Linked DNA regions of Mus musculus: regions 1 and 2 are each linked to region 3. A link is a contact called in public promoter capture Hi-C data. All regions are on one chromosome and are shown on one strand. The core of a region is the stretch at or near the end of the contact, and the rest is flanking DNA. Distances in the headings are between cores, read along the strand shown.

Region 1 (3,700 bases), core at 685-3,184, 110 kb before region 3:
ACGCCCAACATGTCCAGCCCCCAAGGACGAAGATGCTGGAGCTCACAGGGCTATGGAAAAGTTTTGTTTTGTTTTGCTTTGTTCTTGGCAGTGTATGGGGGTCTGCAACCCTTGGTCCACCACCCCTCATTAACAATGCTTCAGATAAGAGAAACTCTATACTTGGAAACATTTTCTCTGCAAAACCATGTAAGCACTATTTGTTTTACAAAGCACAGACTTTCTATAACCAAAGGCGGGGTAACTAACGCTGACACACACACACCCCCAACTGGAATTATTCTGAGCTTCTGTTCAAATGTTTATGTTATTCCCTTAATTAACCCTTGCTGCTGCTGCAGGGCTGCCCTCCAAATGCCTCCCCTAAATCTTGCCACTGTTGAATCTCTTTGCAAAGAGGGACCCTCTGGACCAAACTGTAGACGCAATTGTGTGGGGGAGAAGAGTGGGACAAAGGCATGCTGGGAAGAGCATTATTCAGCCATGAGGGGTCACAGAGAGGTTTATAGCTAGGGGAGAAAGCATGGGACACCTCAAAGCTGTATGGCCTGTCCAAAGGCCAGATGGTCTGTAAGCCAGAACATCCCTAGTCCCAGTGTCACAAAGGCATCAGGGGAGGGTTCAAAGAAGAAGACCTCTTCAGCTGTACTCTCAGATTTAGGTCAGGAGCACTCACTGGCTGGACTTCTTCCTCTGCCTATACCCATCTATTTGGCTATCACAAAGGTACAGCCACACGAATGTCCTCAGTCAGGCACCCACATTCTGTAGGCGGTGACTAACACAGCAAGACAATGCCCCCAGCTGTCCAGGCACCTAATAGCACCAATAGGCTTAAACTGTCAAGATGACATGCAATGCATCCCTCCATCGTATCCATGGCGATGAACAGTTCTGGCTCACTCCCAGTGTGAGGCAACACACAGTTCTCTAAGGTGAGTAAATGCAACAGAGTTTATATCCCTGGGGCGTCAGTCCTAGCGGAAGAACAGAAACAAGCAGTCATGGGAGGTACGCGCCCCATGAGAACCCCTGTGCCTGAGTACACCTATGATGGTGGTCCCACAAGACTGTTCTGTTGAGGGACACGACAGCCATCTTTGTCTGTATAGCTCCATGAGAGAGGAGGGGCAGAAATCAGAGGCCCTTGGACAGACAGATCCGAATATAGAGACAGAGAAAGAAAACTGTCTGGCTATGGTAGCACAATGTCATTAATCCCAACACTTGAGAGGCAGAGGCCTGCAGATCTCTGTGAATTTGAGGCTAGCCTGATCTACATAGTGAGTTTCAGGCCAGCCAGGGCTACATAGGAAAACCCTATCAAGAAAAGAAAAGAAATACAGACAGACAAGAAAATAATTTGCCATGCAGCAAGGTCTATTTAAGTGCATAAATAATAACTGCCAATTAAAAATTTAAGTACCATACAGAGTAAGATGCGATGCTTTAATATGCATGTTCCATGCTGAGTATTAAATCTAATTAACCCACTCACCCCCACACACACTCAAAGTGTTAGCATCTTGAAACACGCTACTATTAACTGTGCATTAACCCTCCTGAGTCGCGGCCACCAGACGGAGGTTTATAGGTCACAGGACAGTCACCCAGAATATGTCCCTTAGGATTTATGGGAAATTGGAACCCTGTGTATGGCACAGGGAACTGAGGCACATCCTCTGGCACAGCAAGTTAAGTGGTCTGTCCTGGGTGTGCAAGAGATAAACAGCCATCCCGGTAGGGTTGCATTTTCAAAAAAAAAGGGACGGGTGGCAGTGCTCATCGTTTATGCCCCAGGGCCTTTGAAGGCAGCAGCGTCGAGATGCCAGTGGGCAGGGGAAACCCAAGCCCTCGGCTTCCTCATGGGTGGAGAGCACAACCGCTGCAGGAATTTGGTGATGGGACTCTGAGCCACTCCCACTAAGCCCGGCAGATGGGAAGAATCACTCTGGCTCCTCAGGCCACACAGCAGGCTTTGTTTACAGAGGACACACAGATTCCTGCTGAACAAAGCAGGGAGGGAGGGGGGGACTGGAGGAGAAGCGACGGACTCAGTGAGAGTCAGTGGGACCCTTCCCAACCCGGCTTTCTCAGGACCAGACTGGCTTAGCTTTCTAGGCACCTGGCTGTTCTAAAACTCTCCCCAGTCCAGATCCACTGTCACCTGAGGATATTTTATATGACTAGAGGTAGGCAGAGTTATAAAACAGGAAAGAAAGCCAACATTCACCAACAATAAATCATAAAGAGAAACATTTATTCTTTCATAGGTCTCACTATGTATGGCTGGCTCTGCTGGAAACTTTCGGTGTAGACCGGGCTGGCCTCAAATTCACGGAGACCCTCCTGCCTTTGCCTCCTGAGTGCTGGGGAAGAATTTTTTTAAGCAATTCTTTGGCATACATATCATTCTACCATTTATTTAAAACAAGAGCAAATGTGCATTCTAATGAGGAGAGTGACGTTGACTTTTAGCTGACAGTCTGATGCTCCTGGACATAAAGCACCTTGGTAACATTCCTCAGGGTTTACTGATATTTTGACTTTAGTCATTGCCAATGCTGAAGGAGCCACTTCACATAAACATATCATACACAGGAGAAGTACGAGTAGAGAAGTTTCAGAAACTGTTTGACATTCTGCCCTAGTCTTAAGCCAAAATTCATTGAACAAAAAAAATTGTAATGGAATTCACGTCAGAAAACACCACTTTTAAAAATCAAACACTCAGGGCTGGAGAGATGGCTCAGCAGTTAAGAGCACTGACTGCTCTTCTAGAGGTCCTGAGTTCAATTCCCAGCACCCACATGGGGGCTCCTGACCATCTGTAATGGGATCTGACACCCTCTTCTGGCACACAAGTGTACAAGCAGCAGAGCTCTCATAAAAGTTCTGTTTTGTTTTAAATCAAATGTTCCAGTGTAAAGAGCTGCAAGCACATTTTTTTCACTTTTCTGCTGAGGAGTGGTGGTGTGGACCGTGAATCTTCATTTTCAGTAAACCAGTGCCGTTCTGTGAGAGCAGAAAGACTGGTGTGCGCTGAGTTGTCTCAGACGGGGTTGGTGGGTGCTGAGTGGCGGGGAGGCCATGCACACGGCAGACACGCCCGTGTGTGCTCCTAACCAAGGCTGCAGTGGAGCTGTGCGCTACACATCTGTGAGTGCTGGCAGACACACCCTGGATTCATCATGAATTTGACATTTTTGGTGGTTTTGCATTCAGAAACCTTTCTCTCCTGCCCATTTTTACCATTTCCCCACGTTTGGTCACGCAATGCCACGTGGGGTTGGAACCACAGTTTCCAGAGTCCGGTTCTGGCGGACCCTGTGTGGCAGGTGATTAGTACATGTCCTCATGGCTCTCCAGGGACTTGATTCACCTAAATATCAGGATTTTTATGAAAATGTCATCCAAGTATCAAGCCAGTGTCCACAGGTGAGGCTAGTGGGTCCAGTATGTGGGTCACCATGATATACTAGTCCCTGTAGCTGCATAGTCTTCCCTAAGCTACTGGGCTCTAAAATGCCAATACACTGGAAGGGTCTAAGGTAGTACCCACAGCCACACTTGAAGCTAGCTCCACACAGGGGCCTGCACATGCATGCTCAGGATTCTGGATTCTCTCTCTTGCACCACAGACAAGGCAAAACCAAAGCAAACCCTTGGCATTATAGACAAGCAGAACCATTAAACTAAG
Region 2 (3,562 bases), core at 742-3,241, 95 kb after region 3:
CTTTATCTTACAAACAGATCTGTCCTCTGGAATGGCTGTCCACATAGGCTGCACCTGGGAAGCAGGGCTTGGAGGCAAATGTAAAGGCCACCACCAGATGACTGGTGTCCACCCCGCATGGGCCTTGGCAGCATCAGCTTAGCCCACCTGCTTGGAGTGTGTGGCTTCACAGCCCCCACCCCCTCCTGTCCACGGAGGAGCCTGCTGGGGTTGCTGGCACAGAGAGATAAGTGCGGCCCCCAGGCTTGGGTGATTTATGTCTGCCGGCTGGTGAGTTCAGCCTTCTGCCAGCATTGTGGGAAGTGCGGTGCCTGGCGTCTTCCTACCCACTCTCTCACCCTCCCTCTCTCCTCCTGGAGTCTCACAGACACACTGATGATGTAGCTGCCCCTTAGTTCCACCTGTTCCCCCTGGGGGCTGTGCCTGTCCCCTGGTATTCCATTTGGCCAACCGTGCTTAAAGCTGTCTGTGCCCCTGAGCTGAGGGAGCCAGAGGGAGTCAGAGGCCACAGGGCAGGCAGGGGTAGGGTGTGCGTGCGTGTGTGCGTGCGTGCATGCGTGTGGCTTGGGCCAGTTCCCAGGCCTCCTGCCCACAGCCCCGCAGGGGCCGACAGCATGAGCGATTGGCTTGCAGGGGCTGCCCGGCACGCCGCGCCATCTGGCGGGGCCATTGTTGGCCACACAAAGGATGGGTCTCAGCAGGGCAGGGGCAGGGGCCCAGGCCCAAGGAGTGGACAGAGGAGCGGGTGGAGGGCTGCTTGGTACCCCAGGACACTCGCTCAGCGCAGAGCCCCCCATTTGTCCCTGCCACAGTCGAGGCTTTGCCTGTACTCTGTTGCTTGTGGGGGGGCCAGTGTAGAGGTGAGGGGTGACTCGTCATCCCCAGAACCCCCACCTAGGACTCTTCTAGACCCCTTGGTTCTGACCTGATTTATTACTCTGGTAAGATTCAAGGGCAGTTTTATGTACTAGGTAATTAAGTGGCATTAGAGAAGGCTCGCGAGTAAGTGGCTGCTGTTTTAATAATTGAAATAAATAACCCCCTGACAGCTTCCCAGCTCGATACTGTTCTCCCTCAGTGTCAAGGCCCTGGCGAAGCAGTGTTACACATACCTGTGTGTGCACACACGTGTGTGAGTATGCATATCTGCATCGCACACGTGTGTGGACATGCATATGTGCTCCTCTCTGTGTGTGTGTCCACATGTGGATGCGTGTGTATTTGCACAGGGGTGTTGGTGGGAGCACGGCCTTGTGCACGTGTGGGTACTAGTTAGTGCATACGTACTAGTTTGTACATTTGTGTGCACATGTGTGTGTAAGGTGTATAAGGGGTTTTCTTGCCTACAGTAGGACATTCTCCAGGACACGTGTCTCCCAGGCAGAGGGGCTTGCTTTGCATAAACCTTCCTTCCATCCCCGAGGCCCAGCTGACTTCCAGGATATTTAGGATCTTTAGGATATTGTTCCTCCCCGGGACAGCCCTGACACAAACTCTTATTCTGGTCTGGTGTGGGCGGGGGGTGGGGGTGGGGGGTGTATTTCAGTTTGAGGGAACGTTGCATCACCTCGTGGCCGATGCCTGCCCCAGCCGAGGGTCACAGTGTTAGGTTTGCAGCCTGGGTACTCCAGCCATGCCCATGTGACCAGACAAACATCTCCCCCATCCTGAGGCATCTCTTAATAAGCCACATCGTTCTGTGACTTGGAGGGGGTGGCCAAGCAAGTGGCTGGGCTGTGTGTCTTGCCCAGTCTTGCGCACAGCAGGTGTAGGGCTTTAATGCCGACTGGCTCTCCCCTCTCCTGGCTGCTGGAGCACCAAGACTCTTTGCCCTCGTGTCCGTGACTCTGAGGCCATCAAGCCAAGTAAAGAGGCTCCTGAGGAGTGTGGGCTCCTGGGCCCGCCTGCCACAGGACATGCGCAGGTCTCTGGTCTCTGTGGTTTGCAGTCCCTCTTTGCTGTCCCTGCCAGCCCTGCATGTCTGCATATTTTTAAGCCGCCTAAATGGAGTACTGCCAAAGTTATTTGGTTGCCAGGGTAACTTGCCCAAGCTTGCACTGTTCCAGCTCTTAGATCCAGACATACTTAATTCTGGCCATCACAACAGCAATGGCCGTGGGAAGGTTGCCCTTGGGCAATCTTGTCTCCTGAATGACTTCAGGGCTTGGGGTTGGTCACAGGACGGGTCTGGAACACTGCCCCCATGTCAGTCCATACACACCCCTAGTCTGCCAAGCACTAGACTTCAGGTCTGCCCCTGTGGGTGGAAGAGAAACACTCAAGGTCCAGGAGAGAGGAGGGCCCAAGGCTGACCCAGCCAGGTGAGCCTCCATCTGCCCCATCCTGTGGAGTCCTATGGGTAGCCTGAGGTGGAAGTGGCAATATGGCCTTGGCCTACATAGTCCTGAAGATCCAGGTGGGTACCTAGCTCTGGGAGGGAGGCGTGAGATCTGTCTTCTTCTCTCTCCTTGGATCCTGGAGAAGGGGCTGGTTCGCCTGGGCTGCTTTTTGTGTTTTTTTTGGGGGGTGGGGTGGGGTAGGGTGGGGGTGGCCCAGGCTGATGGGAGAGAGGGCCACAGATTGGGATGGAACTGCGATCCTCTGGAGTCTCTGGGTGCATCTGGCGTGAAGAGGATGGGTTCTCAGGAGCCTATGGGTTCTAGAGCAGGGAGACTGGGGTGCCCACAGGGCTGTGGGGTGTGCTTTGGTGCCCTTTCTCCAGCTGCCTCTTCTGTGTGAGCTTCCTTGACTGTGGAGTCATGTGCTGCTCAGCATAACAGAGGAGCCCCAGGACCCAAACCACCGAGTACAGTGCCCGCTGGCTCCTGGGCAGTGTGAGATAGTCCCGAGTCTTACAGTGACCGATTGAGAAAGACATAATGGGGTCAGACTTCCTAGTCTTGGGGAGGGGCGTGAGTGAACCCCAGAGCTCCAACCCGCAGGCTGACAAGGCAGGACCTGAGTTGGGCTTCCCTCGTGTGCTCTTGATTACGGTGGCTAGCTGAACCCGTGGGCTCTTGGGGTCTTGGCTGCAAACTGGGAAGTTGAGAGTGTTTCTGAGGAGCTGTTCAGAAGTTGTCACGTGAGGAGCTGCTGCTGGTGTTCTGCGTCACTGTCCCAACACCTTGATCCCCAAAGGAGAGGAAGGGGATGCCCAGCCAGCGGACTGTGAAGACAGATGGGTCGTGGGCCGAGTGCTCTGTGGCTACTGCAGATTGTCGGGCGGTGGCAAAGTCCTGTCTGCTGCCCCAGCACTAAATTGTCATGGGCCGCCTACTCTTAATGACACAGGACCAGTTTTGCAGGAAGGAGGGGTGGGGTGTCAGCTGGACTCCCTAAAGCCTGTGGCCTGGAGAGTGGGTCTGCCCAGCTAACTTGGGGTCTTTTTATATCCACACCTCCTGAGGCTCTTCAGCCACAGGTGTAAGAGGACCAAAGATGTGGGGTCTGCTGGGAGTCACACAGGAGCTTCCTGCCAATTGCTTGTCTCTAGCGTCTTGTATCAGGGGTCTCGATTGAGGTGGGCACTGTCCTTCTATACGTGGGGTAGAGATCTTGGCCC
Region 3 (3,454 bases), core at 452-2,951:
TGAAAGTTGTAAGTGCTAAACAAGGCAAGGGGGGGGGTGTCCAAGGGAGACCCCCAAGGTCAAAAGGAGGGCAGAGACACAAGGGAGAGAAGAGTGGCCTCCCCATGTCTCCAGCCACAGGGGTCACTCGGGTCCACAAACAGGAATTCAGGCTGCTGTACTGGAGATGGTACCTTCCAGAATGTTCATATCCAGAGGTCTTTAAGAAATGTGTCTAATACCTTTGCTTATTTATTTATTCATTCAACAGATATTTATTTATTGAGCAATTAAGTGCAACATGCCAGGCCCTGGAGGTATGACACAAGCAAACCCAACATCTCTGCCCTATTTGGGCTCACATTTTAGCATGGGGCAATCAACAGGTGGGAAAAAAGGTGACTCCAGGGGTAGCCTTAAAATTACCGGGGCTGGGCAGGCTTCACATAGAGGGATTGGGACAGCCTGTTTGATATGAGAACAAGAAAATACCACTCACAGGCCAGAGAAGGTGAATGGGGAGAGCCAATGGAGAGATGTAGGGGACAGGCAGGCTTAGGGCAACCGTAGTATGCAAAGGGGGCAAGAGGGGACAGGTACTAAGTTGCCTGTGAACTTAGTAGTAGCTTGCTAGCTGTGTGGTATGGTTCATGTGAAACGGGATTTTTCAACTCTGAAGTGATGGGAAGCCCTTGGGACACTTTCATTACACATCTACTCTAAGCTTCAAAAAGCTCTTGCCAGGTATAGTGGCACAGGCCTTTAATCCCAGCACTCAGGAGGCAGAGACAGGCAGATCTCTCTGTGAGTTTTGAGGTCAGCCTGGTCTATAGTGAGTTCCAGAACATCCAGGGTTTTGAAGAGAAACCTTGTCTCCAAAAAAAAAGGGGGGGGGGTGAGAAAAGGAATAAGAAAGAAAAGGAAAAGAAAGGTAAGCTTTTGATGGGAGCCATTGGTAAAGTGGCCAAAAACGGAATGGAAATACTGAGGACAAATGGAATGTCCCAGGACAGAAACACAGAAACAGAAAAACGTGACGGGAGTACAGTGTTCAGTATTTGGACAGGTTGGCCCTGTCCAAGTCCTAAAGTTAGCAGCGTCCACTTCGAAAGCAGCCTAACCTGGGTTTAAATCTAGGCTTACCAACTGTGTGACCTTGGCAGGTGACTTCCCCGCGTGCGCCTCAGTCTGCAGGTCTGAACGATGGGGTAACAGCAGCGCTTACCTGACAGGACTGTAGCTGCCGACACATTTGTGCGGCCCAGCCAAGCGCGGTGGGCGCCCAGCAGCTGCTGCGGCTGTGAGTAATTTGTTACTAAGAATAGTTAGCGCCCCTCTCCGGGCCTGCGTCTCCGGGCTGGCCGTGCGTACAAGACGAGGCTGGACCCCCGTCCTGGGCGCTGGCTCTGACGCGGTCCCCAGACCCCGCGATCGAGAGCCCCAGCCAGGCCCCCGCCCCCACCCCCCGCTCACCTGGGCCGCGGCGGCCCGGGGATGTGCTCATAGCGGCTGCGAGCGCGATGCACGAAGGTGCAGCAGAGGCCGAAGGCGAGCAGGACGGCGCTGCCGAGCAGCAGCAGCCCGGGGCTCATGGCTCGTGGTCGGCGCCGGTGCAGAGGGGGCCGGAGGCTGCGACCGACTAGCTGTCAGCGCTGCGCGCCGCCTCGGCCCCAGGCCCCGCGCTCACCAGCACCGCCCCCGCCGCTCGGCTCCGCCCCCGCTGGCTCGACCCCGCCCCGGGCACGCGGACCCGCCAACCACGTCTCCGCCTCCAGCCCTAGCTCTCAGGACCCGCCCCCGCACGGCCACGCCCTCTTTGAGGCCCAGCCCCAGCCGCCACGCCGTTCCCGCCCAGAGCGATAAGTATTCACCAATCACAACCTGGCTTTTGGCTCAGACTTTGAGGCCACGCCCCTTCTACCCTCTCTTGAGCTCAGACTCCACCCCGAAGTCGCCCCGCCCAGAACGCGTTGTCCTGGCAACCTCGCTTCCTGGGCGCAAGCTGCCCAGGCGGCGGCGCAAATCCCGTCCGCTGGCTCCGCCCCTTTGGCCTCGCCAACTGTCTCTCCGCGTGCAGTGCCAGGCCTCTTCCTTTCTCGTGCAAACCTTCTGAAAACCCTTTCCCAGCCCTCCAATCCCCGTCTTGCGCTGACTGTTCTCAAACATCTCCCTGAAACCTTAGCGCCCCAAAGTTAGTCAATCCCAAATGTCCTCGCGCTGCGCCTTCATTGCAGGTCGGTGCAAGCCTTGCGCCCGCTGTGTGCCAGCGTCCGCCCGGAGGCGGAGGACAAGATCCTAGCAGGATGCAGGAGTTCCTGGGCCCGGGAAAACCATAATCCTGAGTATGGGTGATGGTCCATAGGAATGTGCTGGGCTGTGCTCCGCCTTCTCACCCGGTGGAAGCGCAAAGTGCTCCTCACTTCCGAGTTTCAGTTCCCGTGGGGGACGCTCAGATAGGCCTGCAGTGGATGGGAGGGCCAGATGTGCGCTCTCCTTGACTAGATAAAGAGCCTCGGGATTGGGGAGTGGGGGCTCTGAAGACCTCGAGAGAAGGTCGGTTTCTGACTACTCCGAGACCTTGGTTAGGTCCTGGAGGGGTCTGAAGACAGAAAAACAGGAAAAAAGTGTGGACCGTGTGCCTACATTTCCGGGTATACAGGACCAGCCCCCGGGAGGGACATATCAGGGATCCGTGAGCTGCAGGTGACGGGGAGAGCTTTAGGAGCTGTGCTTGATTTCGGTCTGGAGAGGCCACCTCAGCCTGAACAAGACGGGAAGCCAAGCATCCAACCGGGGACTGGCCTCTGAGTGGCATTAGGGGGATGTGGCTTGCCACCGCGCCCCCGTGTGGTAGCGAGCGGCAGTCGCATGTGCGCAACAGGGACCTCCCGTGGCCCTGCTTGGGGGCAGAGGAAGGTCAGCCAGTTTAGTTTAGCCATTTGTGAAAGCTCCTGAATTGAGAGGAGATGAAGGCATGAGACTGCGAGGAGGGTGTAGACTTCTTGCGTGCTTTTAGGCGAGTTAAAGAGAGTAGACAGCAAAGACCGTGGGGCATCGTGGTGCTCACAGGAGAAAGGATCAAAAGTTCGAGGCTAGGTGGATATGGTGGGTGATACACACCTTGAATCTCAGCACTGGGAAGGCAGACCAGGCCAAGACTATACAGAAACCCTGTCTCAAAAATAAAATATTTTAGGCCTTCAGAGTTCAAGGCTAGTCTGAGCAACTTAAGACCCTGTCCTAATTTTTTTTCTTTTTTCTTTTTTTTTAAGGGTTAGCAATCTGGCTTAGTGGTAAGGTGCTTGTTTGTAAACACACAATACAAGGTCCTGGGTTCAATTTCCAATACTGGGAGGGTGGTGTGCAGAGCAGAGAAGCATGGCATGGTCACTTTAGGAGGGTGTTATGACCCCTCACCCTGAGCTTAGCAGATATCCTAAGCTGTGTGGACTTAACTTTGTGTCAGGACTCAGAA

Evidence for each region. Promoter capture Hi-C pulls out the DNA fragments that hold promoters and counts their contacts.
Region 1: a contact with region 3 is called in a promoter capture Hi-C map of neural stem cells. The contact joins the enhancer-like site here to the promoter of Cyp46a1 in region 3. A contact is called at or near these places in 5 of 39 promoter capture datasets (the HPC-7 cell line, cranial neural crest, embryonic stem cells and 2 more), 1 of 15 datasets of contacts at CTCF or cohesin (the NIH/3T3 cell line), 3 of 484 Hi-C or Micro-C datasets (differentiating embryonic stem cells, nephron progenitors and rod photoreceptor), 6 of 115 datasets of contacts at active chromatin or transcription factors (the NIH/3T3 cell line, T-cell acute lymphoblastic leukemia, embryonic stem cells and 2 more) and 3 of 9 other capture datasets (adipose tissue, liver and pancreatic islet).
Region 2: a promoter capture Hi-C map of neural stem cells shows a contact between it and region 3. The contact joins the enhancer-like site here to the promoter of Cyp46a1 in region 3. A contact is called at or near these places in 2 of 39 promoter capture datasets (hippocampal neurons and neural stem cells), 1 of 484 Hi-C or Micro-C datasets (uterus), 3 of 115 datasets of contacts at active chromatin or transcription factors (embryonic stem cells, microglia and pancreatic cancer cells) and 1 of 9 other capture datasets (adipose tissue).

Annotation. Positions count from the first base shown.
Region 1 is chr12:108,441,730-108,445,429 of GRCm38.p6, reverse strand. All of the region lies in intron 1 of Eml1 (echinoderm microtubule associated protein like 1), which reads right to left. Among named protein-coding and RNA genes, the nearest start is that of Eml1, 21 kb to the right of the region's middle. Within about 2 kb of position 1,934, at least 78 of the 459 cell types and tissues checked have an H3K27ac peak or open chromatin away from gene starts, as enhancers often do. A contact at or near this core is called in differentiating embryonic stem cells, nephron progenitors, neural stem cells and 3 more, where this site is marked.
Region 2 is chr12:108,238,135-108,241,696 of GRCm38.p6, reverse strand. All of the region lies in intron 1 of Ccdc85c (coiled-coil domain containing 85C), which reads left to right. Among named protein-coding and RNA genes, the nearest start is that of Ccdc85c, 35 kb to the left of the region's middle. Within about 2 kb of position 1,991, at least 80 of the 459 cell types and tissues checked have an H3K27ac peak or open chromatin away from gene starts, as enhancers often do. A contact at or near this core is called in hippocampal neurons, neural stem cells and pancreatic cancer cells, where this site is marked.
Region 3 is chr12:108,332,563-108,336,016 of GRCm38.p6, reverse strand. Cyp46a1 (cytochrome P450, family 46, subfamily a, polypeptide 1) reads right to left here and starts at 1,701. Exons shown (of 15, transcript NM_010010.2): 1 at 1,453-1,701. The coding sequence starts at 1,571.